Regions from separate parts of the Triticum aestivum genome. Here region 1 is linked to region 2. A link is a contact called in public Hi-C data. All regions are on one chromosome and are shown on one strand. Each heading gives the region's core, a stretch centred on a gene start, on an enhancer-like site or on the middle of the called end of the contact. The rest is flanking DNA. Distances are from core to core; before and after follow the strand shown.

The links. Hi-C and Micro-C count contacts between places; a contact is called where the count stands out from the background.
Region 1: a Hi-C map of leaf shows a contact between it and region 2, with 2.2 times the contacts expected there. The contact joins two enhancer-like sites. A contact is called at or near these places in 2 of 5 Hi-C or Micro-C datasets (both in leaf) and 1 of 1 datasets of contacts at active chromatin or transcription factors (leaf).

The regions. Positions count from the first base shown.
Region 1 is chr6A:569,387,001-569,392,628 of IWGSC CS RefSeq v2.1, reverse strand. No RefSeq gene overlaps it. Among protein-coding and RNA genes, the nearest start is that of LOC123128597, 67 kb to the left of the region's middle. Within about 2 kb of position 3,083, at least 2 of the 8 cell types and tissues checked have an H3K27ac peak or open chromatin away from gene starts, as enhancers often do. A contact at or near this core is called in leaf, where this site is marked.
Region 2 is chr6A:569,226,716-569,232,322 of IWGSC CS RefSeq v2.1, reverse strand. No RefSeq gene overlaps it. Among protein-coding and RNA genes, the nearest start is that of LOC123128596, 5.7 kb to the right of the region's middle. Within about 2 kb of position 1,627, at least 5 of the 8 cell types and tissues checked have an H3K27ac peak or open chromatin away from gene starts, as enhancers often do. A contact at or near this core is called in leaf, where this site is marked.

The DNA.
Region 1 (5,628 bases), core at 1,834-4,333, 160 kb before region 2:
AAGATCTCGCGCTCTCCTGCATGGACTATGGAAGTTGCTTTCTTCAGAGGATTACGCACATCCAGGCGCACTCTCACACGATAAAAGTTCCCCTCAAAATCAAAGGATGAGGGTTCAGAATCAACAAACTCACCGAGCTTCGAAGCCAGAGCCTTGACTTTACCATGATAAGCAATGGGAAGGTCGATAATCTGAGCCCATATATCAAACTTGAATAGTTCAATAGTAGTCGGCTTGGTGTAACCATCATACGGTGTTATTATCACCGGATTGCCTCTGAAGTGCCAGGGGCCTCCTTGGGTTACCGTCTCCCAATCCCCTAGGCAGTTAAACTGCATGATAAAGAAATTGTCCTCTAGGGTTTTGATCTTTACTGTCCTTGCCAGATCCCAAGCCGACCTCATATTGCGGAAGAACCAGTACGTGTTGAAGCCCTTATCCATGTGCACCCTGACCAAGATCATCCATCGGAGATCATCTGCTGGTGGCGCATCATCTTCTTCAAATATCACATCGTCCAGATCATCTTCTCCCAACGCCAACTCCTTCATGAGATCATCAATCTTTCCCTTGGCCTTGTCTCCCAACGCCGAAGAACCCCCCTTGTTTGCCATGGTCACAGCTCGAGTCGATCTTGATGCGATCACGATCTGGAAACTCCGCAGACTCCTCTCGTCCCCTACTCCGTCCAAGGCCGAGAACATCACAGGCTGTTCCTGAAAGCCCGAGAGGGAGGGTCAGAGGCGGAGGTAAGCCCCGGGAATTGAAGATTTTTCTCAACGTCGCCGCCGGCGACGAGAGGAGAGATAACCCTAGCTAGAGGGAAAAAACCACCGATCCCCCCCCCCCCCCTCACCATGCCAGGGGTTCGGTTGTAGCAGCTTATTGGGCCTGCATGGGCCATTATCTAACACCGTACTTCTCCGGCTTGTTTCTCAAAAAAAAAGTCACTTGTGCTTCACAGCTCGGTCTCACCTCTCTCACTTCAAAACCATGAAATTTTTCGTCTCAGTACCTCATCAAAATCTCTAAACCTAAAAGAACAGCAACGCGCGCGAGCACCGGGACAAAGGCCAACAAACGACACGCGCCCAATTAATTTGGGATCACATTGATTGCACGATACACTAATCAGTTGTCATGCATGCAAACTGCGGGACCTTGTTGATGCTAGATCGGTCGGTGAGGTCCTGCATTGCATGCATGCATGCAGCTGCTTCGCTGTGCGTACAGCCGCGCCCACGAAACTGCGGGACCTTGTTGATGCTTCTAGCTAGCTCGATCGGGGTACTTTGCTGATTACTGCAAGGAGTAGGGCAACCACTTATGGTCCAAGCGCTAAACTAAATAATACTAGTTGGCATGTGTGTGATTACTGACCAGCATCACCAACCACATCCTCAGAATTCCTTCCAGCTAGGTGCCCTAGTGGCATGTTTTGTTTGGCTGTTCGGGTCAGAAAGAGCCGCGCGCACAGGTTTGCGTCTGTGTGTACTGCTGTCGCAGTTGCACACACTCCTAGATCTCAAAATCAAACCTAAAAGTTACTGTCAACTGAAGCTTTCTTTCACCCGTACGTTCGAGTTCGACCTGTCAGTGTAAAGAGTGTAAACAGCACATGCTTTGCCAGAAATAAGAGCATCTCCAACAGGTGCTGCAAAAGACGCGCCCGCGCGGTAAAATTTGGGTTTAGCGCGCGCCGGCTGGTTCCGCGCGCTCCAGCGGTGGCGGAAGTTATCGCGCGCGGGAAGCGTTTGCGCGCGCGCGGGAGAAAGCGGCACGCGGCGCGGTAGATTTGGCGCGCCGCTTCGCGCACGCCTATAAAATGCCGCGCTCGCCACGCGCACAGACACAGCCACGCGCCCTCCGCTCGCAACCTCGCCGCTTCGCCGCTTTCCGCGCCACCATGCCGCCGCGCCGCCGGGGTTCGTCGGGCTACCGCGGCGTCCGCGAGCGCCCCAACGGCTGGTACTCCGCCGAGATCCGGTCCGGCGACGTCCGGCTCGGCCTCGGGTCGTTCCGGAGCGCGTACGAGGCGGCCCGCGCGTACGACGCGGCGGCATGGCGGTTGGATAGGCCCCGGACGCAGATGAACTTCCGGGACGTCTTCACGCGCGAGCAGGCGCAGCGCGTCGCCCCTCCGCCGCGTCTCATCACCGACATGGACCGTGCCGACCACGCTCGGCGCTGCCGCCGCCTCCTCATCGCCGAGGAGGACGAGCGAGCCATGGCGGAGTGGCGCCGTCGCCACCCGGAGGACGTCGCCGACGAGCGTGCCTACTGGGCGGAGAGGACGGCAAGGCGCCTCGCGGAGCGGGCGGACCGGCGTCGGCGGAAGGCATTGGCGAATGCGCAGTGCGACATCGTTTCAGCAGGTGGGAGGTCGATCTTCACGTCAGACGATGAACGTTGGGACAACATTTGGCTCGATACCTCGGACAACACCGACGAGGTTGATGATGGTGATGATGGTGGTAGCGATTTGGAGTAGTTTCTATCTAGTACGCCGTAGTAGTTTCTATCTAGTTACACCGTAGTTCTATCTATCTATGTTTTTGAACTATCTATCTAGTTGCACCGATGTAAAATACCTTTATATCGTTTTTTTATCTATGCAATTTATCTTTATTTTTTACCTATGCAATTCATCTTTATTTTTATGCTTTCGAAAATGTTGTCACGCGCGCTGTATTTTAGCGCGCTGCTGGAGCGGCGCGCGCGCGCTGCATTTTAGCGCGGCTGCTGGAGCTAGCGCTGCGCGCCGTGCCAAATCAGGCGATGCATGCGTGGCAAATCTGTTTTTTGCGCGCGGCGCGTCCGGCGCCTGTTGGAGATGCTCTAAGCACACAGGCAAACAAGGTGCACGTCTAAACCCTGAAAACCTCGAATATGCCGGCCGGTTGCCTTTCCATCCATCACCTGCTGCGACTGCGATCTGGACGTAATTTGCCTTCTCGATCGGGACCGTGATCCGTCATTTTCCCCGGAGAGTGGGACGAGAGTGAGTCGACAGCGATCCGCCATTACCCCCGGCGCGTACCTTTTGCTCTCCCCACCACCTGCGTGGACTCTTGCGACGTCGCCGTTTGCACACGCGGTTCCTCCAAGTCCAGACGACGCCCTGCGAGCCAAGCAAGACCAGTAGCTCTCATGCCCAAAAGAAAACATGTGCTGCTCGGCGAGCCACGACGACAGCGGCGTCGCAGCAGCTTCTCCGTTCCCCGTACCTCTCCGACGCTACGTCCACCGCGGCCGATGGCGCCACCGCCACGCAAACGGCGTGTACCACCACGGCGAGGTCGACCTCGGACGGCAACGGAACACGGGTCCGAGAGAGACAACCCTGAAATGCCACACTAATGGCGCCAGTGGCGTAGACCAGTCTGCTGATTGCTATGGATCGATGGATGCGGCCGTTCCTTTTGGCTTTGAATTTTCCCTCCCGTCTTTGGCAAAAAAAAGCTGGCGCGACAAATCTGCGCCACTGCTCGCGAGAGTGACCGGGGCTAGCAACTGGGGCTTGGATGCCCCTAGACCTAGACTGACGCAACGGCGTCGGGCTACAGGGGAATACATGTGTGAGGGATCAAGTCAAGTGTGTGTTACTGATGAACCAACAGATTAGATCGATGGTCCAATCTGGCCATTAGTGGCGTGGTTGGAGCAGAGCCATCGCACCAGCAGTGACATGTCCGTGTCTGGATGCGTCGACCCATCCATCCATGTCATACGGATCACTGGCACTGGCAGCCAATCAAACTGGCCTGGATCGTTCGTTAGTTGGCAATCAAATTCGTCTTAGCAAAGGTTTCCAAAGGCGCATCAATCAATTTAAGCCGCATCGATCTAATCTAACGACGATGCATGAATAGCTGTAGCACTCGTGCATTATTGTTTGGCCTGGCCCGGCCGACCATGTTCTCCGGGGAGGAAGCTTGCGGGCATTAGCTGAGGTGTCGCTATCTGAAACGATTCGGAGGGTCGGCAATGGCGATTCAAGAACATGGTCACGAGTGCTAGAAACAGTTCTGCTATAGATACGACATTTTCACATCGGAAACACATACGATTGCTGTTACATGTGCTTTCGTCCAATCAACCAACTCCACTGGGAAAAGAAAACGAATGAAGCATGCTATCTAGTGTTGACACACCATATCATATGTACGAATATCGTGTGCAAAGCAATCCACGGTCTTATACCGGATCAATACTTCATGACAGGGCATGATATATGGTCGGAGACGCGTCCATAATTGCATATGCATGGTGTGGTCGTATGGTATCTAGATTGGCTGTGTTTAGCCATTCTCCCATCTCGGGTCACCAAACGCGGAATTTGTAAGGCCAACTCCAACGCACGACGCCAAACGGTTCGGCCACGTTTGTTTGAGGGCAAACGGACAGAACAAACCGCCCAACGCGCGGAAGGAAACGGACCAATGTTTGTTTTTGGTCCGCTTTCGACCCATTCCAGCCCAACTTCGGGCCGCGTTTGCGGCTAAACGGACATGCACGGACGGACGCGGCGCGCAGCCTAGTCCCCTCCTGGCCCGTCTGTCGGGGACACAACCATTTTCCTCTTCGCCTGCTCTTCCCTCTGTCCTCCGCTCTCCGTCCCCGCCATCGTCGCCTTCCATCAAGGCCGTCCGCCCCACAACCACGCCCACGCCCGCGTTTCGGTAGAGCTTTTTGCTGGCGTTCATGGTTCCTTGTTGCCGGTGGGAAAGAAGCTACGGCCGCCGGCGCCGACCGTCGACCCCCAACAACTTCCGGCAGGCGCTGCATTGCCGTAGGGCGCCCACCCCACCAATACCAACCTTGCTTCGCTTCATCGACTTGCTCTTTCCGGCCAGGGTCTCCACCATGACCTCAAGGTGTTCGGCGCTTTGCTCACAAGGTATCATGGATAGCGGGGATCAATATTTCTTTCACAACTTCATTTGTTCATCGGATGATTCATCCTTGGATGATGAAGAGCTTGTGGTGGCTGCATTGGTCGTTCACGACTACATTAGTAGGAAGTGGCCTCGGTTCGGGGGATCAATCCCTGGCCATGTTCCAGCCTTGAACCGCAATTGGGAGAGAGGCCACACTCTTCTCTATGCCGATTACTTTCAGAATAGCACACTCTTCAAACCATACAAATTTCGTCGCCGCTTCCGTATGGCGAGACATGTGTTCAATCGTATTCAGGAGAGAGTGGTAGCATATGACCCATACTTTGAGTGCAAAGAGGATGCCCTTGGCAAGCTTGGCTTCTTTCTTACCAGAAATGCACTGCGCCTATTCACATGCTTGCATATGGAATTCCTGGTGATCTTATGGATGAGTATGTGCGTATGAGTGAGTCCACATGTCTCCTCTCAATGTATAGTTTCTGCAAGGCCGTGGTGGTAGTGTTCGGCCCTGACTACCTGAGAGAGCGAATTGCCGCTGATACAGAGAGGTTGTTGGCGATCAATGCCGAGAGGGGCTTTTCGAGCATGCTTGGTAGTATCGGTTGTATGCACTGGAAGTAAAAGAACTGTCCATTTGCTTGGCAGGGGGCAGTACAACGGGCATGTGAAAGGTGCCACTGTCATACTTGAAGCGGTGGCTTCACAAGATCTGTGGATATGGCGTTCT
Region 2 (5,607 bases), core at 378-2,877:
CGCCGTCGTCGTTCCTCCCTCTCCTCTCTCTCGCTGTCTCCAGTTCATCACACCCATGGCCGAGCGCTTCTCAGGTGACGGCGCAGCGGCGAACGGCTTCGGCCGCCGCCATCTTCACGAGAACGAGGCTCGCCTTCTTTTCGAGGCCGAGTACCCGGTCCCGCCGGACATGCGGGTGTCCGGGGCGTGGAGGATCAGCGCCGGCGGCGTGCCGGTGCCCCCGATACCCACCGGCGCGGCGTGGCATGCGGAGATCGCACACATCCGCTCGTCCCTGCCGCGTGCGGCGAGGGAGGGGCCACGGTACGTCCCCGACAGCCCGCTCTGGGAGCCTTATTTCCGCCGCACACCGAGCAGCTCGAGGCCACCAATGGCGTCGAGCCCTCTGGCAGGCTCAACGCCGTCGGCCGGCGTCGGTGGTGGGGCATGCCCGGGCGCACGTTGGAGGCCGTCCTCGAGTACATCGAGGGCGGCAACACGCCGCGCCACGAGTACCCCGCTCCCCCGTCCTTCCCACGCCGCCGGGGAAGCTCCTGGACCCCGAGGCGCATGGAGACCGGGGGGTCCTCCTCCTCGTCCGGCAGCCCCCCCTACCTCCGCCCCGTCAAGCCGGAGCCCCAGGGCACGCCTGTCAGCGCGCGCACCCGCAGCTCCGGCGTCCGCATCGGCGACAACGCCTCCCCCACCGGCCGCTTCGTCCTCGTCGAGCCCAAGCCCAAGCCGGAGCCCGGCCTCCCCGTGGAGTACGAGGAGATAGCCCGGCGTGGCTTCTCCTACGAGGACGCCCTGCGGTGGGCACGGGACGACTACCTTCGTGACGAGATGGTCCGGCAGCGCCGGGCCCTGGAGGAGATCGCCGCCCGCAAGCGTGGGCGCGAGGACGAGCACGGCGCCGTGGTCCTCGACAGCGACGACGACGCCCCCGGACCGTCCAACCCGCCACGCCAACCGGGGGAGGAATGCAGCAGGGACGGCGGAGGCGTCGGCGGGGGCGACGACGACGACGGCGGCGGCGGTGACTACACGCGGTTCTACAGCCTCCTCGGCATGTAGAACCGCGTGGGCGGGCGGCGAGGGAGACGGCGGGGATAGCCCGCGATAATTTTTCCTTTTTTTGTAAAATATGTTTAAATTTGAACGAACCCGAACATGTTTGCGTTGTGTTTGTGTCGAATTTAAACATTTTAAAAACCCATGGGGCCGCGACTGGGGGGCATCACGCCCCCAGTGCGCGGTTTAGCGTCGGTACGCTCTCAAAGGATGATTTTTTGCCCCTTCTGAAGAGCCAACGGCTGGAGATGCCCTTACATGTGACCATTACGTCGCCGGCGATCGACGCCGCCACCACCACTCTCCGGCCCGCCCCGCCCCGCCGCTGCTGCGACGACTGCAAACCCCATCGCAGCTCTGCAGTAGCAACAGTAGGTTTGAGGTGAACTTGCCCACACGGCACACGTACTTTTCAGGCAGTTCTTTCCAGCCTAGCCTAGCTGACGTGCATATTTCTCCACCCGTCCACGACCACTCCACTGTTCGGTTGACCTGTCGCCGTCCGGCCAGTACGTGCGTGCGTGCAACTCTTTTTTACCATACCATGCACATGTGAAAAGGCGTGCCGGGGAGAAGCAAAACGCGTGAGTGACCAGTGAGTGTAAAAAACGGAGGAGGTCGACCTTGTCTGCGCGGCGCGATCGACACGTCCCGGTCGAGAATATTTGGCGACGCATGCAAGATCTCCGCGGTGGGCCGCGATCGACGTCGTCGCCGTGCGCGATAGCGGCGCGCATCCGGCCTGCAGGGGGAGGGGCGGTACGTCGGGTCGCCGTCACGCCGCTGTGGCCACAACTGTAGCCTACTGGCGCCCGAGCTGGTACCGGTACTGGAACTCGGTACATGGTATGGTGCCCATGCCCCAGATGCACGTCGATCTACATAAATGTTTCCACCTTTGTGTGTCGACCGCATCAACCACCCTCCGTTTGCACAGTAGGGTAGTACGTACTCCCCTCGTCTGCATTTTCTTAAATTGTTCGTTCTGCATGCTGTGCCTGACCGGTGGGACCGGACCGGCCGGTCTTTCTATACGAAATGTGTATGCAATACTCTAAGACTACTTTAATAAACTACTAATTGAGCATCTGTATGCGCGCTTGTGTCTGTATTGATGCTCAAAAAATTCGATGCTCTGGCTCGTGTTTCTGTCTATTAGATCTACTTGAGATAAGTACCATGTTGCATGCACTGATATTTTTACCGTGCTACGGACGCGAGAAAAATACTACAGGCAAGGTGTACCGAAACACACACATGAGGTCTGCACGTACGTACGTAAGTACCAGCAGCAATGAAATCAAAGGAGGAGATCTCATCGGTGTCACCATTACGTACTTGTCGCGAGCAAGGCGAGACACATGCATGTACTGGCTCATGTTTGGTGCCATGTACTTATGTCCAAACGGACCTAGTTCTTCAAGATAACACGCTGGTTCGGAAAACATAGCGCGCGGTTGGGGTTGGAACAAGCACGCACGGTACGTACGTCATTCACGGCTTCAATTTACGCGCCCTACAAGCTTGAAAACATATGAGATTATTGATGTCTGTCCGATTCCGATCGATCGGGACATCAATGCCCCATCGATCGATTGGTCACAAGTTGAAGAAACTATAGATATACTCTCTGGCTACTTGGTGAGCCATGTACTTCACGTTCCTATTGGAACAGCTACTAGATGAACTACAACGACAGAGATATTTATTTCGCATCTCACTTTTTTGAGTTGGCACGGATAGGGCCAGTTGAAATCGGCATCCAGGAGGAGCAAGGGAGCTAGCAAAACCTGCTACTAGCATGGCTGCAATCGCTCCAGGAGTTACTGACCATGACAGCTTTTCACCATCAAATATATGTGTATGACTCCGATTAATGTCCTTTTCGAGTTCATTATCAGGCAAAATATCTTTCACACTAAAAAACCAGGCAAAAAACTCATAGTATAAAATGGAGTTTCCTAAAAAAAAATCCCAAATGTTAAAAATCTGACGTCGGATTTTGAAGTATTCCGAGCGAACGCTCTCAGGCACGTCAGATCCCACGAACGAATCCTAAAGTGTTTGTCTCAAACGCACCCTCCGAGCGAAGTACGAATGACGACGGTAATTGGTTCTCCTAGGATGGCATTCTGAGCGAGCACGTTCGGAGGCGAAATTTTCTGTTTTTAGAGTATGGTAATTCCCATCTTTTTCGTTCCACGAAGCATGTCAATTCCCACTTTTTTGAGTTGGCACGGATACAGCCAGTTAAAATCGGCATCCTGGAGGAGCAAGGGAGCAAAACCTAATACTAGCATGGCTGCACTAGCTCCAGTAGTTACTAACGATGACAGCTTTTCACCATCAAATATATGTATATGAATGCAATTAAAGTCGTTTTCGAGTTCATTATCAGGCAAAATATCTTTCACACAAAAAAATCAGGCAAAATGTCATTGTATGTATGAAGTTTCCTAATATATTTTCCCAAATGCTAAAATTCTGATGTCAGATTTTGAAGGATTCCTCGCGAACGCCCTCATGCATGTCGGATCCCATGAACAAATCCTAAAGCTTTTGCCTCAAACGCACCTGCCCAATGAAGTACGAGTGACGACAGTAATTGGTTCTCCCAAGATGGAGCACATTTGGAGACGACACATTCTGTTTTTAGAGCATGGCAATTCCCACCTTTTCGTTGGATAAAGCATGGCAATTCTCTTCAGCCAGCATGGAAAATTTCACCATTTTTCAGGCTAGCAATTCTTCATGTTGTAATCATGGCAAATCCCCGAAAACACATGTCTCCTGCAGCATGGCAAAATTTACTTTAGAACATGACAAATCCTTATGTAACAACATGGTATCGGTTTTTGCAAGACAATTCTGGAGCGTTTGATGTGAGTGGTTTTTTTGATCGAATGAAAGTGTTCATTCGTTCTTACTCCCTCCGTTCGGAAATACTTGTCCTAAAAATGGTTGTATCTAGACTTAAAACAAGTCTAGATACAACCATTTCTAGGACAAGTATTTCCGAACGAAGGGATTACATGGCTGGGGGGCGATAGTTCTCTCCGATGACCTCCCGGAAGACATGTCAACACGCTATTGGGGTCCAAGATTTTTGTGCGGACTAACGGTATACTTAAGAAGGATTCGCTATGTATTTAGCGAGTTGTTGACGTGATGGTTTAGGATTAAAATAGGCTGAGGGCCCACCCCGGCGAAATTCAAGGTGGGAGGGGTGCCGGGGGTGGGGTGGGGGGGGGGGAGTATGCGAAACATCTATACATTGTTTGTGGACGTATGATTATTGGTTTGTGTGTTTTTGAGATAGGTGGAGAGGTGCGGGATGAGGGAGAGTTTTCTGGGCTGGGCTGATGGTGTAACTCATAATTAGGATGAGTCGATTCAATTATGCGTAGAGTTGGTTCTGATCTAAATGTTTTGATCTTTAGATAAGAAACCAACGGCATATCAAACATCGACTGACTTGTAGTCGCTCCCTAATGGTAGACTTAAACGGGATTCCCTACTGGTTTAACGGACTGATTGACGTGTAGGAATACGATTGAAAAATCCGGGAGGGAAGGGCCCTCCCCGGTGAAATTCAAGCTGGGAGGGGGGGATTAGCTGGAAGGAGTATCTAAAACATCTGTAAATTGTCCATATGCATGTAGGATTATTGATTTGTGTGTTTTCGAGATTTAGGCTGCTCACCCGTATACCACATGATCTGTATAAGAGATAAAGCTTGGACGCGGAGGAATTGATCCCGGGCACCAGTGATCCCGGATGAACAGTAAAATCTGAAAAAATAGTAAAAAAATTCAAAAAAATCTGAATTTTTTTGTCAAGAAACTTTGATGTTTTTTCTACATGCGTGCTAATTTTCGTGATGAAATGACATTTGTGGAGGTGTCAGCAAAAAAAAACAAAATCATGCTCCAAAAAAACTGTTTTTGGAAGCATTTTGGAGCATCGATTTTGTTTTTTTTGCTGAGACCTGCATGAATGTCATTTTGTCATGAAAATTTGTACGCACGTGAAAAATATGTCAATGTTTGTTGCCAAAAAAATTCAGAATTTTTTGAACTTTTTAAATATTTTTTTGTTTGTACTGTAGCAAAGGGTGCCTGTGAGCTCGAGCTCACAATAGCACTTTCGATAAAGCTTGCAAAAGGCTGAACGAAAAAGAGAGCGCAAAAGGGAGAGTGGAAGGAGCAAAGCTGGATCTACGTATTGTATATAAGATGGTCAGAGGAACAGCTAGCCAGCAACAATTAAACATGTGGATCCCAGTGCAAAGCGCCACCGATGATGGCGGCAATTATTATAACCGCGCTGTCAATCAAGAAAAAGAAAAGGTCACAAAGTGGGAAAACGGAGCTACGCGCACATATACCCTCTCCTTGTCTTGTTCACCAGCCAGCCGTCGAGATCAATCGATCATCCATCGATCTACCATGCCGTGCATGCATGCAAAATACGCAATGGAGCCGGAGCCGGAGCCATCACCGCAAAAGCTAGCGTAAATAAATAAAGAGGTGAAAAAAGGAGCAAGTTGGGCCTCGG